Regions from separate parts of the Zea mays genome. Here region 2 is linked to region 1. Evidence: chromatin contacts called from public Hi-C data. All regions are on one chromosome and are shown on one strand. The core of a region is the stretch at or near the end of the contact, and the rest is flanking DNA. Distances in the headings are between cores, read along the strand shown.

The links. Hi-C and Micro-C count contacts between places; a contact is called where the count stands out from the background.
Region 2: a contact with region 1 is called in a Hi-C map of tassel, with 3 times the contacts expected there. The contact joins the promoter of LOC100191730 here to the promoter of LOC100274986 in region 1. A contact is called at or near these places in 10 of 25 Hi-C or Micro-C datasets (bundle sheath, ear, endosperm and 3 more).

What each region holds. Positions count from the first base shown.
Region 1 is chr5:53,129,934-53,133,327 of Zm-B73-REFERENCE-NAM-5.0, forward strand. It overlaps LOC100274986, which reads left to right and starts at 1,751. Exons shown (of 4, transcript NM_001149214.2): 1 at 1,751-2,448. The coding sequence starts at 2,359.
Region 2 is chr5:53,366,354-53,369,747 of Zm-B73-REFERENCE-NAM-5.0, forward strand. LOC100191730 (IAA-amino acid hydrolase ILR1-like 6) reads left to right here and starts at 1,809. Exons shown (of 3, transcript NM_001399189.1): 1 at 1,809-2,465. The coding sequence starts at 1,989.

The sequences.
Region 1 (3,394 bases), core at 501-3,000:
AGCACTACTAGTACTGTGTCATTCCACTAGCTTGCATGCATGTACTCTAGACTCTAGAGTAGTAGCAAGCGGCGTCGTTAGCATGTACTCTAGAGTGCCTGCCGTGGGAACTCATGTGCTGCTTCCTGCCTTTGTTTTTCCCGCATCGTCCCAAACTGGGCGCCATGTGCTGCATCTTTGACTGCGTCGACTGGCATGACGCCGCTAGCTAAAAGCCTAAAACTAAAACCAGCGGGGGTTAGTTGGCGTCGACGGAATCACGGAAGGCAAGGGAAGGGGAAGATGTCAGTGGGCCACTTCGCCTCAGACTGGTTTTACACACGGATTAAAGAACCCTTCTGATGACGGTGGTCGGTAGTACTCTGTTCTGTTCTAATCACTAACCGTCAGGCTGCGTAACGCTACCTGCACGGAGGCTGCACTGCTGCAGCCACCAACATGCTCTGCGCTGAGTTTCAAAGCGGTTTTTTCTTCGGACGGAACCAAAGTCTGAACCACAGCTGTGCTGAGTTTCAGAGCAGAGAGATCATTGCACAAAGACAGACAGGGCGCCAAAAAGGCACGGAGTCATTCGTCAAGCGACCACCGCACCACACATCTGTTCTGTTCGCCGGCGTGGGAAGGCGCCGTGCGTGCGTGCACGCCTTACGCCTTACACCTTGATAGAATAATAAAAAAAAACGGGCCGGAGGATCAGCCAGAGACAGCCGTGCCTCTTGGCTGGAAAGCGGAGCTCCTTTTCCCCGGCGCCCCGATGGGTGGTTTCGGTACGGCGGCGTGCGGCGCCACCGCCCCGCGCTACGCGTGGCCTGCCCCCAGCCGGCGAGCACGGGCTCCGGCTACCTTTGCCACAGTTCGTGGCTAACTGTGTCACACTTTAACTAAGATTAATCGTTCGAGTTAAAGAATTAATCTTAATAAGAAAAGTTAGATAAAATGTGGCGAGTTAGGTAGCGAACCAAACAGAGTCCGCGCGCGTGACTATGGACACTACCTAATTATATAGGGTACCGACAGCCGTGACGAATCTAGCCAACAACATTGTTGAAGTCAGCAAGACCAGATTTAATACATGATACAAATTTTCTTAAACTTTAACAATATTTTTCTAAAGAATTCATAAATTTTATCGGGTCAGCCAAACACCCCTAGTCCGGTCCCTGACCGACAGTTTCACTGCCGGCAAATTAGGGGTCTGTTTGGTTCAGCTTTTTTCTGACCAGCTTTTCTAAAAATCTGGCTGTGGAGAGAATCTGGATGTGGGGAGAATCTGAGTATCATTACGATTACGTGTGGAGGAAGATAAAGTTATTCATAAGGCTCAGGATCTAGAAAGTGACGGATTCCTACTGTTACAACGACTCAACCGATTATGTGTTTATGTTAATTTTTGATGGTTTTTGTCCCAATAAATTTTATAGAAGCTGCCTGAAAAGTTAAACGTTTGACAGTCCGTAACAGCTTTTGGTGGCCAGAAGCTGCCAGAATCCGAAACAAAGGCCCTAGATGAGATGAGGCATCAGCCGCATCTGATCTGAATTGTTGTATGCAGCGTATGATTGGATCACTGGACACGTTACTAGTGCATACTCCCTCCGTTTTTATATATTTGACGTTGGTATGCGCCCATGCCCCTGGGCTCTGGCCACATATGTACACAGGCGCAAGTAACGCAATATGAGATCATGCCGTGGTCTGGGAAGAAGCAGGAGCGGGGATGGGCATCTGCTGGTTCATCCGGCCTGCCTGCCCCTATATATATTATACAAACAAGTGCCGACGAGGTTGATGGGAGGATCTGTTGCCAGTCTTGGATGCATGCTACTGAACGTGAACATGTAAATATCTGTACGTCTGCAAAGGCAGCTGCAGCAGAGAGGGGAGGGGGGAAATTCCAATCTCAGCAAACAGTTCCTGCCAGTTTCAGATCCAGATGCCAAAGAACAAGGCCCCCCAAACCGGACGCTCTATTTTCTAGTTTCTACAGCATAGTACTGCCGAAACAACACGCATCACTGGAACTTCCTGATCGACGACCCAGGTTTGGGAGCCTCCAAGAACTTGCAACGGCCTGTGCCGCTCGGTTCCATCTCCTCGGTCTTCCGTTTCCGGCTTGGGCGGCGAGAAGAGAAGGCGCCGCGGGCAGCGGCTGCCGGGGTTGCGCTTATACGCGAGCGCGCCTGGCCGCCTGCTCAGGGGGTGAAACGGGCCGGTAAGAACGGGAAGTGTTAGCCCAGAAAAGGCCCATCTACCTGTGAACATGGATCGCGGTGAACGCCCGCGACGCCTTCCCCGGCCGCGGCGGCCTCCCCGCCCGCACAGCCACTGGCCGTGACGGAGCGGCCCCTCCCGTTCCTCATGGATTCGCGCGCGTTCTTCCTTTCTGGGCGAGGGCGACCACCGGAAGGCAGCAGCCGGCAACCGCGACTGTTGACATTTGCGTTAGAGGTTGGTGCTGTGCTTTTTTTTTTTTGCTAGGGCTTGCTGGTGTTAGGCGTTGTGCATTGTGAAAATTGTCGGGCTGTTAGGATTTTGTAATCTGGGGAAGTGTGCATTGCTTATGGTCTTGCTTCCACCATTGTGCTGCTGTGGTTGCTCTAGGACTGCTGGAAACCATGTAGGCTTACGCATCATATTGTTGTGGACGGAGGAGGGAACCAAAACTGGAATCAAACAATACCGACTATGCTTTAAGTTAGATTACGAACACCGCTGATTCATAAATTGCCCCCTCTCAGAGCAATAACAGTAAGCTAAAATTCTGAAGAATGGTATATCTTGTCCCCCTTCACAGATTATTTTTTTTTTAAAAAACAGCGAAGTCCATCTTTCTTCCTCAATTATGCTATCTATACAACAATCTTTTAAATACGTGCATCTGTACACCTAGTTCTAGAAATGTTTGTGAATTAATTGATAGCTGAATATGCCTTCAAAGTGCTTTCACTGTTCCTGCAATTGAACTTGAGTGCTATAGGTTTCAGATAAGAAGAGGGAAGCTCATAGCTGTGAGCCTTTTCTTTCCAAAGATTTACATACACACCTGTACAACTTCGCTAGGGTACAAACGAACGCATACTTAACAAGAGCCCCATGCTCTTTTTTTGCACTTTTCATGTTCAATTGTTTGAACTAGGAGGTGCAATATTTCCACGGAAGGAATAAGTAAAATTGTATAAGGGAGGGCCTCATGACAGCGAGTGAGCGAGGCTTTTCTTTCAGAAATGTACACTACTGTGCTCTTTGTTAGAAACTCTTCCTTCTACTGAAGTTACACCTAGTCGGGTGGAGTACAATATCACCACCTACAATATGTTCTCCTTTAACTACAGCTGCACTTGCACCTGCTGGGGCTCAACTATGGTTTCCAGGCAGTACACCACCTCTTGGATGG
Region 2 (3,394 bases), core at 559-3,058, 240 kb after region 1:
TGGTCTTGTTATATTGTCTACCACTTATAAACAACGTACAAACTTCTGAAGCCTCGTAGCCTAACTCGTTGCCTCATAACATGTCACACACTAAACAAACATTATCGCTAATACAATGATAGTTTGTTTTGAGCTTTCCCACGATATATCTTCTGCTACGAGTGTGAATATATAACATAACATGTACTTTCTATCTTTTTCAGATCTTGCATAATCTGAGCCTGAGTAACATGTACTCGATTTCATATGTGTTAACATGACGTCTTTTATTCGCTTCACACAAATATAACGGATAAAAAACAATAGAAAGTTTCTCAAGCCCCATCGGTAATTTAAGCTAAGACCTTAATAAGTATGTAGTAGAAGGGGATGTTTGGTTTATAGAGACATAGGTGTAGTTCAAAAAAAGGTGAAAAGAGACATAGGATAGTTGACAAACTTATAACAACCTTTAATTACTTGTGCATAGTAAATTCATCTATAAAAATATTACTAGTATCTATTTGACACAGGATTCCAGAGAAAAAGCATGAGTTGGATGCATTTATCAAGACAAATAATTATCAAGACAAATAAACGGTGTTGGCAAATTTATGGCAGGAAACACTAAGTATCAGAAAACTTGGCTTGCCTGTATATGTTTTACCGCCAGAAAGAAAGAACGCAGACGATTATGTTATTAACAATGAATCTCTTAAGGGTGTGTTCGTTTGTTTGTTCTGGAATTATAACCTAGAACCAATCTAACCAGAAATGTTTACCTAATTTGTATAAGCGTTGATCACGTGGAATCATTCCTAGCCTCAATCCTGAACAAACGAACGCACTCTAAAACTAGTTTGGAAACCTAAATTTTTTCATAGGATTTTCATTTTTCAGAAAAAAATTAGTTTATTTTATTTTGAAAAAAAATAAAAATTGCTTGAAAAAAAATCAAGTTTTCTAAACTACCCCTTAAAAACTATTTCGGGTTTGTTCGGTTCTACTTCAATCCATATGAATTGAGAGGGATTGAGAGAATTTTAATCTTTATTAAATTAAAAATCTTTCTGATTCATATTAATTCCCTCCAATCGATGTGCATCCAAAATAACCGAATAAACCCACCGTCGCGAGACATTCGTGGCCTCCACACCGCACCGCACTGTACTTGAGAATTGAGTATTCATCAGGCTTGAATGCTGAAAAGCCGTCAGTGCACGCCGAGCTGTGCTGCGCCTGCCTGCGCCACCGCCTACATCATCCGCTTGCCTCACCTAGTCACCTGTGACCCGAGCTTTCAAAAAAAAAAAAACACGTCACCTGCCTCCGTCATTCGCAGCAGTTGCAGGCTTACGGCCGCTCAGAGCAACAAATCCAGACCGTCCGTGGCCTGCTGCACCTGGCGCTGTGCTTTTCTTTTGCCGAGACGAACATTTCTTTTTGGATATTATTAGAAAAAAACGCTACCATGATTATTGATTAGTGTTACTGGATTAGTATCACTGGAATTCTGACAGCTCCCACAAGAAAAAAAAGGCCTGAGTTGAGCTGAGTACCAAGTACCCTACTACAAGATTACTACACGACAGCAGAATGCCACTGGATGAATGCTGACGGTTGGTCGCAACATGGGACGCTACACAAATCTATCAGGGAGGGGCGTCACAGGCGTTACCACTAGGCGTCGCCCACTGATGCGTCACTGTCAGCGCGGGCCCGTCCCGGCGCTAATAATGCCAGTAGGGTCGAGTGGTTTACAATGATTCCGCCACGAGCCGAATTGAATCGGAAAGGTGACACTGGCAGCCGCAGACAGGGAGAGCCCCCACCTAGACGACGCGCGGAAAAAAAATCAGCCACTGCCGTCGCCCGGCCTGGCCGCGCAATTTAATCCCCGCCATTCCTCCACCTCCCTCCATTTTGCCGCCGCTGCCGCTCCAGCACCAGCCTGCTCCGGCGCAGCACCTCAGCCCAGGCGCCCATCGCTTCGCCAGTCTCATACGGCCATGGACCGCGGCGGCCACGCGGCGCTGCTGCTGCTGCTGCTGGCGCTGGCGGTGATCCCCGTGACGGGCGCCGCCGGCGCGGCGTTCCTGGAGGAGGACGCGATCCTGGGCGCCGTGGAGCGCGCGATGATGCGCGGCGGCGGGGGGAAGGGCGCCGCGACCGCGAACGCGAGCGGGAGGCACCAGCACCGGCGCCAGCGCTACGGCGTGGGGGCGCCGTGGAGGGAGGAGATCGCGGGGCTGGCGGGGCGGCCCGAGCTGGCGGCGTGGCTGCGCTCGGTGCGGCGCCGGATCCACGAGCGCCCCGAGCTGGCGTACGAGGAGGTGGAGACCAGCCGCCTGGTCCGCGACGAGCTGGGCGCGCTGGGCGTCGGGTTCCGCCACCCCGTCGCGCGCACCGGCGTCGTCGCCACGCTCGGCACCGGCCGCCCGCCCGTCGTCGCGCTCCGGGCCGACATGGACGCGCTGCCCATCCAGGTACGTGCGCGTGCGTGCGTGCGTGTCAGCGTGTGCCGGCATGGACGTACGTACGTTCGTGATGCTCACCACCCCCATGCGCGTAGCAACCCTTCAACGAACTAGTATTCTCGATCTCTCTTCGTCTGATTCGAACCCGTTTTTCGAAATCTGAGACGGGCGAGAAGAAGAGACGTCATTCGGAGGCGCGGCAAAACAATTATTTCCTTGACGATTCAAATGGTCCCCCACGCGAGCCACGAAATCCCTGCACAATTCAGCTCATGCGGTTGCTATAACACACAGACACACCGGCCGCCCTCTGTGCGTTGGATGAGATGAGATGGCGCACACCATGGTTTTTGGTTTATTAATATGTTTGGTTTAAGGAAAAGGAAAGAGGTAGTCCGTCGTCTTTTTTACTCTCACTTTCTTGTTTGGTTTGTGAAATTAAATGTGTTGATCCATCGTTATTTCATTTCTCGTAGATTAATAATTATTAATAATACGAGGAATACATTCATTCCACCAATTTGCTTTTGAAATAAACTCATGATGTACCACCTTATCTATAATGGATTAGTTTTTTTTCAAGCCAAACACCTCCTAAATACTCCTATATTCAGAACAAACTTGCACTGTGCTAATGTACCACGATACTTAGGTTAGCAACGCACCATGATTACTTTTATTAAGTTGCATTCACCAACCAATTTAACCTAAAAAACTTAAGGTGATGGGAGCTGAATAATTCATTTATATTATATTTTAACAATCCTGCTCACGTCGAGTCTCTTTTAGATATTTGGCGTAGAATATAGGAGCGAACAATAATTATTATTTTTCTAGTATTTATACTATATTAAGTTGCATGCACCAACCAATTTAACTAAAGCTTAAACTAATAGGATGATATGGACAATTCACTTATATTATATTCTAGCAACTTT